3 separate regions of the Zea mays genome follow, and regions 1 and 2 are each linked to region 3. The links are chromatin contacts, called in public Hi-C maps. All regions are on one chromosome and are shown on one strand. The core of a region is the stretch at or near the end of the contact, and the rest is flanking DNA. Distances in the headings are between cores, read along the strand shown.

Region 1 (2,700 bases), core at 195-2,694, 150 kb after region 3:
CAGCATGGTAGAGGAAGTGTTCTCCCCAACCATGTCAACCGAATTGGTAGTCTCCTCTTGTGGCTTCACTTCCTCCTGCAGCACTCCTTGCTGCATGGGTGAAGTGGTTAGCCCAAACTCACTAGAATCAGTGGTAGCCGCATGTAGTGCTTGTACCTGATGTCCTCCACTGACGACTTCCTCTGTAACCATTGTTGAAGACTTCTCACGCACTTCATCCATTGCTTCAGCTACCAGTATGTCATCCCTTTTCTTGCCTTCCTCCCTCGCTGCATTGTTAGGATCAGATGCACTAGAGGATCCATTAGCTCGAGCTCCCAAATTTGCTTGGACCCCAGAATTCAGTTTCTTCGCCTTACCTTGCTCCAGTCCCTTCTCCTTTACACGACTTGACTCAACCTGCTTCCGATGCTCCACGGCAGCAGGCCTGGCCTTGGGCTCAGCAACTGGTGAGAGCTCACCTTCCTCCACCTCATTGATGCCGGCACTGTGCTTCCTCGGCTTCTCTGCCTTGGCAACCTCAAACCTCCTCCTCGGCTCACTGGGCGACCGTGACCGTGACCGCCGCGGCTGCCCAGGCAGCGATGACGCTCCCAGCCTGGCGGGTGCCCTGTACTCCTCAAAACACTCGGCGTCCGTCCACCCGCTTCCCGGCCGACGCCACGTCGAGCTGCCGTCACCATCCCGCCGCGACCTGTCACGCTCCGACCGGAAACCCTTGGGGAACTCCCGACGGAAGCCAGAGAAACTCTCGGACCGGTGCAAGGCCCGATCCCCACCATACCCCCTTGGGGAGGGGTAGTCTCGGTACCGGCTGTCGTGGAACCCGCCGCCGCCACCGAACCCCTTCCTGCGATCGAACCTATCGCCGTCGTAGTCCCGCGGCGGGGGGCCGCGGTCGTAGAACCTCCGCCGGTCGTCGTCCAGACCGTCGCCGTACGACCTCTGCCGCTTCATGCCGCCGCCGAGACTCCAGCCCTCGGATCCACCGAGAAGGGTGCGGTGGGGTTGCTCGGGGAGATAAGGAAAGCCAGGACCAGCGCTCACGGGGAAAGGCGTGCGCGAGATGGTCACCGCATCCGCTGCCGTCCCTCCAGCCGCCTCCGCTTGCTTCCGAGTCACTCCTCTCGCTCGCTCCCAGCCACAGCCACTGCCTCTCGCTCGCAGTCAACGGCCGTCGACTGGATTTGGACCCGGGTCGGAGATTTTCCCAGAGGGCAGAGGCTTACCGCGGTAACAGAGAAAAGCCCTGGGTCCAAGGCTAGGGTCAGGGACACGCGGCTCCTGCGTCCAAGACGCCAAGGCCAAGCGGCCTGCGTGCTACTGGCTTTCGTGCGTGCGGCTCGCCGGGGCCCGCCGTCATCGAGCGAGCAGGGCCCCGGTGCAGAGAAGATGAGGTGGGGTGGAGGTGGAGACGTGCAGTCTCCGTCCACTCCACGTGAGAGCCGGTGCGGACTGGCAAAGCGCAGGGCGCCAGATCCGGGGCGCGCGGGCGGAACAGGCAGCACGGGATCGACGCCGCAGCCGCTCGGCGCGTCGCGGGAGGGCGGGAGCGTGGACGCACAGGATTGGGTGGCGGTGGTGATGGGTGTAGTAGAGGTGCAGGGATTGGGTTGGTGCCGGTGGTGGGGGTGACTGGTGAGTGGTCGGATGCGGCGGGGAGGTGAGTTGATGGCTCGTGGGTGGGGGTGGGGGAGGTGTGGGTCAGCTTTTTGACTGCTGCTTCCCTAGGTCGGAGAGAAGAGGAATCACCGAATCAGCCGCTTTGACCTTTTTGACCTCTACGCTGGCAGGCCCGTCCTGGTGCCATCCGTACTCCCCCCCAGACCCCCGCCGATGGAGCGCTACTTGGGTCGACCAACTGCAAAACCAGATAAACGAGAGCCCAAGAGAACTTACGTAGCCCTTTTAAAACGAGAGCCCATCACTTCCGGATATTAACATTAAATAACATTTTAGAAAAGAGTGAGGTCCGTTTAACCCCCTATTTTGGCGCCGAGCATTAATAAAAAAACTCAACTTCAATACTAAAAATTATACTCCCTAGATTCTAAAATATAGTTCTTTCTAGCCCTTTTTTGTCTGTGTTTAAATAAATAATAATGAATGTAGATATACGTATATACAAACTATATTCATAGGTTAATTAATGAATGTGTGTTTAGTATATAACGAATTATATTTTGAGATGAAGGGAGTAATCTTTTCGACTTTCAAAACCAAATAAACCACCCTCTTTGACTATTTCAAGTCATTCTAGCTTTCTAGGAGGGTCACAACATCTCAAATTTGATTAAAATTATAGATAATTTTGCAAAATGATTGACATCGATGAGATATACTATAAAATATAATTGATGAAGAATACAATAATACTTATTTAGTGTCACAAATATTATAAATTTATTACATAAATTTGACTATTTTTTAGATGATTTTACTATCTAAAAATGAAATAACTTATAGTCTAGGATGGAAGGGTGATTTTAAGGAGAGGGGTGCCATAGGTGCTCAAGTACACGTTTTAAATCATCAAAATTTGGCATTGAGTTTTAATTTTTTTAACAGTTTCAGATGTTGACAATACATACACAAAAGTTGTAGATCTCCATGTGGTTTGCAACATTATAATTTATAACATTTTACATAGGGTGTTTTAAATGCGCAAATATTCATTTGAAGTTATCAAAATTTGTTAGT
Region 2 (2,700 bases), core at 179-2,678, 150 kb before region 3:
TGTAGATATAAGTTTTCATAAGACATATAGGTTCACGTCAAAAATCGAACCCTTGAATTTAAAATCCCATTCTCACATTATAAACTTTTGTCAAAGTCGACAAGAACCTTTTGCAAATGGTTTAATGCAACAGTTAACTAATTCATACGAATTAGGACTACTAGATCAATATGTGGGCCCCACATCAAAGTCAGACCTTAGAAACAAAAGCTCGCATTGACACCTTAAAAATTTATCGGAATTGATTGAAACTTGTCAAACAGGATTCAAAAGATCACGAAAATAATCTGTGTCAGCACATGGGACCACTCAAAAATCAGACCCTAAAAATAAGAGTTCACGTTCATATCTTAAAATTTTATCGAAATTGATTGAAATCTGTTAAGTATTTACAAAATATTATGAAGCTGGCGTTCATATCTTAATTTTTTAATAAAATGAAATAAAATTTGTTAAATAGGATCCAAAATACTATGAAGCTAATATGTGGCAGTTAGCACGGCAAGATCTACACAAGCGACCCAGATCAAAAGCCAAACCCTAGAAATAAAAATTTGCATCCGCACCGCACCTTAAATTTTTAACAAAGTTAACTAAAATTTATTAGATAAGATTCAAAGTACCATAACGCTACTCTATACGAATTAGTGTGCTAAGATAAACACAACACATGGACCCCCACCTTAAATTAACGTACTGCCTATGTAATTTGTGTTACACTCAGTGACTAAGTCTATCTCAAATCAATATAAATGTAAAGTACAATAATGAAAAATGCAACATCAACCTATGAGTTCAACCCATTCAACCCCCCCCCCCCCCCCCCCCCCCCCCAAAAAAAAGTACCAAATCCTAAATCACCCAGCCCAATTTTCTGTTAAAACCAACCCAGCCCGTTCCCTCCCATCTAAAATGCACCCACTTAAAAACCAAACCGATTAAACCTACATGAACCCAACCCATTAACAACATGCGCAAACTCAGTATCTGCAGGATCACATTCACATCTAGCGCAGCAATAGTTTATTTCTCGTGGGTACTCGTGGAGAACAGAAACACAGCAAACAGATGGCGCCTGTTGGGGGTCGCACGCATTGCATCGCAACTGCAAACATACAGCGTAAAACATGCCGGCCCGGCGGGTCGTTGGCCCAGAGCTGTTATTACCTCCTTGACGAGGTGCGGCCTGGTGATGAGGCAAGCGGCGCTCCAGAGCGGGTCGTTGATGTCGGCGCCGAGCGCCTCTAGCTGCGTGGCGAAGCCGCCGTCGATGACCGCGCACCCGCCCGCTCTCGCCACGAGGTCCTCCAACACCCCCATCCCGGCCGGTTCAATCAAGCCGAGCCCGAGCGCGGCGCGACTAGTCGGGCCGCCGCACGCAGCAACGGGAGTCGGGCGCGGGATATGCAGAGCCAGCAGCGGACGGGACGGGAGCGGTAGGGAGACGGAGAGGGATGTATATATATCGGTGAGAATGAGATGGTTTAGGCCTTTAGGGTAGGTACACGACCACTAAATTTGGCGAGAAGCAAAGCAATCCGATCGAGCGTGGCAACGAACGCGGACTGGTTTCTGGGGTAGGTGCGCTCGCAGAACAGCTGGACCATCCAGGTCCAGTCCAGGACCACGACGGTATGCCGTTGCTTCGCGTTTGAACCCGGCGCACTTTCAACGATATGCCGTATTGTAACCGGAATTTTGTTGTCTTTCTTAACACGAGAAATTTTCTCTTGCTGACGCAAACTGTATTTCCACAGTTTCATCGGGATGGGGTGGGCGGTGCAGCAGAGGGAGATGGTCAGCGGGTAAAATTGGAAAAAAGTATATTTTATCTCTCTCGATCACACAAAACTCATATTTCCTCCCTTAACTATAAAATCAGATATAACTCCTCACTTATCTTTCAAGATCCGACGTGACCTCCTGGCTGTTTACGTGATGTTTTTCTTCTTTTTCATTTAATTTACTTGAATTTGTGATAAATCTCAGTAAAACTAATTTAGTTGTAAATTTATCTAAATAAATCTATAACTCAGTCATATGAGCATAACCTTTTTACTATAACTCAAACATGCAATGAATTGTCAGCCATAAAATGAACTCTCTTTTTTTTTGCGGTAAATTTCGACATTTTTTTTTTTTTTTGCAGCTACATACATACTGTGGCCAGCCCAATGTTCTCATAGAAGACCGTCCTCTTCTAGTCTTCTTAGACGTGACGTATCGGAGGACAGTGCAGTGCACTCCAAGAGTTGGGCGCGGTGCAACCACCCAAGAGTGCCGAAGGTGTGGTAATCGGTTCATTACACACCACGGTATCCGGCAACATTCAACTGAACCTACCCCAGAATGAACCGAGCCAACAGAACTGGACTTCGTTGCCTTGCTGCTTGCTTCATTCCACAAAATGCGAAACGTGGGTAGCGAGGCAGTCCATCGATTCAGTTTGCGCCACCACCATGGACTTCTGTTCCTTTTCCAAGCCTGGCTCCAACAAAAGCTCCTACAGCCTACTGTACTCTAAATATAGAGGATCAAACGATCCTCTACGCTCTCCAGTAGCGTCCTCTAAATTTAGAGAACGCTGCTGGATTCTCTCTCTATGTATAGTTTTTTTTCTAAACGGTCCTCTATCTATTTGAAAACTTTAAATAATCGATTTAGTAAAACTAAAATATGTACAATAAATTTAAGAGTATG
Region 3 (2,700 bases), core at 183-2,682:
TCGTTTACGTCTTTCTATCTGGCTGCACAAGGTCTAGTGGCCGAGAGGAACGAGTAGTTGGTTTCATATAGGAAGTCAGAGCTAATCGCACTTGTTGCTCTCTAACCATGCTTGACAACGATGCCTCATGGTAGTACTTTGTTGTATTTCATAGGTGGTTAGCCATTCTGAGTGTCATATTTTGTAGGCATCATATGTTTTTTCTTATTAATTGAGAGATAGAGCTCTTGTTATTACTCTATTTCTTTTTAAATAAAGGTCTCTTTGGTATGACTCTTTGAACGGCTCAAGCTTCGGCTTATCGTGAAGTCCTACCAAACGGTTAAAAAAAGGCTTCTCATCGAGTCCTTTTAAGAGTTGGAGCCGTTTTTTGTTGTGACCCAAAGCATCAAAAACTTGCCTTCTACCGTCTTGTCCTATATTTTTCTCATATACCATTCGTAAGAAGCACATAAAAAATTGTTTTGTCAAACGAATTATAAAACGGCTTTGGTTCCTTCAGATATGCCAAGGAACCAGAGTCAAAGTTATTTTTAGAGAAATCAGAGCCCTACCAAAAGAGGCTAAGAGACATAACTCCTGCTACTAATTTAAAAAAAGAATAAATCTCTATTCTTCTTAATTGAAAGACAGAGCTCCTGCCATTTAGTTTAAAAAGAACGTAGACCCTTTGGTCCTGGACAACAAAGAAGAAACCCAAACATGCAAATTTGCAACTCAGGTGTCAGAATGTGTTTTCCCCAAGGGTATGCGATAATACATATTTCACCAATAACAGTTCATTTTTTTCACTTAAAAAGGAAGAAAACTCTAGCGCCACATAAACGTGGAATTCTTGGACTTGTTTAACCCTGTCGCAGGAAAAGCTATGGCATGATTGCCAGGAAATAATTCCAACACTGACAGTTTGCCACCATAGCATAGCAGACAGATCGGAGTAGACGATCATCATCTCCAGTGCCGTAGGCCCTAAATGGCTATAGGCTTGTTTGGTTCAGTTTTTTTCTGACCAGCTTTTCTGAAAATCTGGTTGTGGAGAGAATCTAGCTGTGAGAAGAATCTGAGTATCATTACGATTACGTGTGAAAGAAGATAAAGTTGTTCATAGGGTTCAGGATCTAGAAAGTGACGAATTCCTACTATTACAACGACTTAACCGATTATGTGTTTATGTTGATTTTGGATGGTTTTTGCTCCAACGAATTTTATAGAAGCTGGCTGAAAAGCTGAGCGTTTGGCAATCCGCAGCAGCTTTTGGTGGCCAGAAGCTGCCAGAAGCTATTGGTGGCCAGAAGCTGCCAGAAGCTAAAACAAACAGGCCCTATATATGAGTCATCGCAGTAGTTAACAATTACACCTAGACCTAGTACTGATTTTTGTCCGTCCGGGTTGCTTTCCGGCTAACGTGTGTAGTGTAGCACAACCCATCGGTCGCTGTCTGCTTTCTGAAGAACGTTCATTCCGGTTGACGCCGCTACGCTGCCGTGTCTTCTTTCCTTCCCTTATACCCTGCCGCACACACCTTTTCCGTTTGCAGTGGTGCAGGTCTTTTCGGTCCTCAGGCTTCATCCCTGTGCAAGTGCAGGGATAATTGCTTCTGATCTCCCGAGGCTGCATAACCTGATTCAGAGGCAGAGCAAGGGGGCGTGAGGGAGATGAGGGAGATCATCAGCATCCATATCGGGCAGGCAGGCATCCAGGTAGGGAATTCTTGCTGGGAGCTCTACTGCCTCGAGCACGGTATCCAGCCTGACGGCCTCATGCCCAGGTGAGGCCCCTTTCCATTCCAACTCATCCTTTCCTTGAGAATTATGTCAGATTTTGTTCTGTACTTCTCTCTGAGATGATTATTCCAGTTCCAGCTCAGATAATTATTTAAGATAGGGCTGCCATCTGGGTTCTTGTAGCAGTCGCCTCAAAAGGTTGGGTTTTTGAGATAATCCTGAGGAAGATCTTTACTTGTTGATCACAGACAGCACTCTAAAAGCTAGAGAAACTTCGCTGGATGCTCTGACCTCTAAAAATCTTCTCTTAAGAGTCGATGACACCCCTGCGTTCAAAACCACTTGCTTAAAAAGTTAGAAAGAGACATGATAGGATAAACAACCCTGCATATTAAAGAAGAAGCTCGTGTTTTCTGAAACGAGGATAATCATGTGACAAGCTACCGGTTTCTGTGTCCAACTCACCGATTTCACAGCATCCAAATTCTCAGCCTTGGCCGTTCGCTTGCAGTGACACCTCTGTCGGGATCGCGAGGGATGCGTTCAACACGTTCTTCAGTGAAACGGGCGCAGGGAAGCACGTTCCAAGGGCCCTGTTTGTCGACTTGGAGCCCACTGTGATTGACGAGGTGAAGACTGGGGCTTACCGCCAGCTTTTCCATCCTGAGCAGCTCATCTCACACAAGGAAGATGCAGCGAACAACTTCGCCCGTGGACATTACACAGGTGTGACATGTTCCCCTCACCCTGAGCTATTTCCCGGAGAACAAAAAATGTTTTTGCAATTTTAAATGCAATATTGGTTCAAGTACAAAAACTATTGGGGTTTGGAAGCCCTACCTTGAATTTCGGTGCATTGCCAAAATGCGTAAAGACCAAATTTGTGTTCTTGAACAGTACTAGCAAGTGGTAGCCAGAACTAGTCCACAACAATTTGGATATTATGAAGGGGCTGGGTCAGGATCTTATAATTTAC

The links. Hi-C and Micro-C count contacts between places; a contact is called where the count stands out from the background.
Region 1: a contact with region 3 is called in a Hi-C map of leaf, with 9 times the contacts expected there. The contact joins the promoter of LOC103639433 here to the enhancer-like site in region 3. A contact is called at or near these places in 2 of 25 Hi-C or Micro-C datasets (leaf and tassel).
Region 2: a Hi-C map of tassel shows a contact between it and region 3, with 2.7 times the contacts expected there. The contact joins the promoter of LOC541873 here to the enhancer-like site in region 3. A contact is called at or near these places in 12 of 25 Hi-C or Micro-C datasets (ear, endosperm, leaf and 3 more) and 1 of 3 datasets of contacts at active chromatin or transcription factors (seedling).

What each region holds. Positions count from the first base shown.
Region 1 is chr9:152,775,384-152,778,083 of Zm-B73-REFERENCE-NAM-5.0, forward strand. LOC103639433 (protein OBERON 4) reads right to left here and starts at 1,445. Exons shown (of 3, transcript XR_004852834.1): 1 at 1-1,445.
Region 2 is chr9:152,473,544-152,476,243 of Zm-B73-REFERENCE-NAM-5.0, forward strand. It overlaps LOC541873 (homocysteine S-methyltransferase 1), which reads right to left and starts at 1,429. Exons shown (of 7, transcript NM_001111541.1): 1 at 1,168-1,429. The coding sequence starts at 1,320.
Region 3 is chr9:152,624,754-152,627,453 of Zm-B73-REFERENCE-NAM-5.0, forward strand. It overlaps LOC109942414 (a long non-coding RNA gene), which reads right to left. Exons shown (of 2, transcript XR_002265185.1): 1 at 2,190-2,700; 2 at 1,524-2,050. Among protein-coding and RNA genes, the nearest start is that of LOC109942414, 6.2 kb to the right of the region's middle. Within about 2 kb of position 1,433, at least 17 of the 20 cell types and tissues checked have an H3K27ac peak or open chromatin away from gene starts, as enhancers often do. A contact at or near this core is called in ear, endosperm, leaf and 2 more, where this site is marked.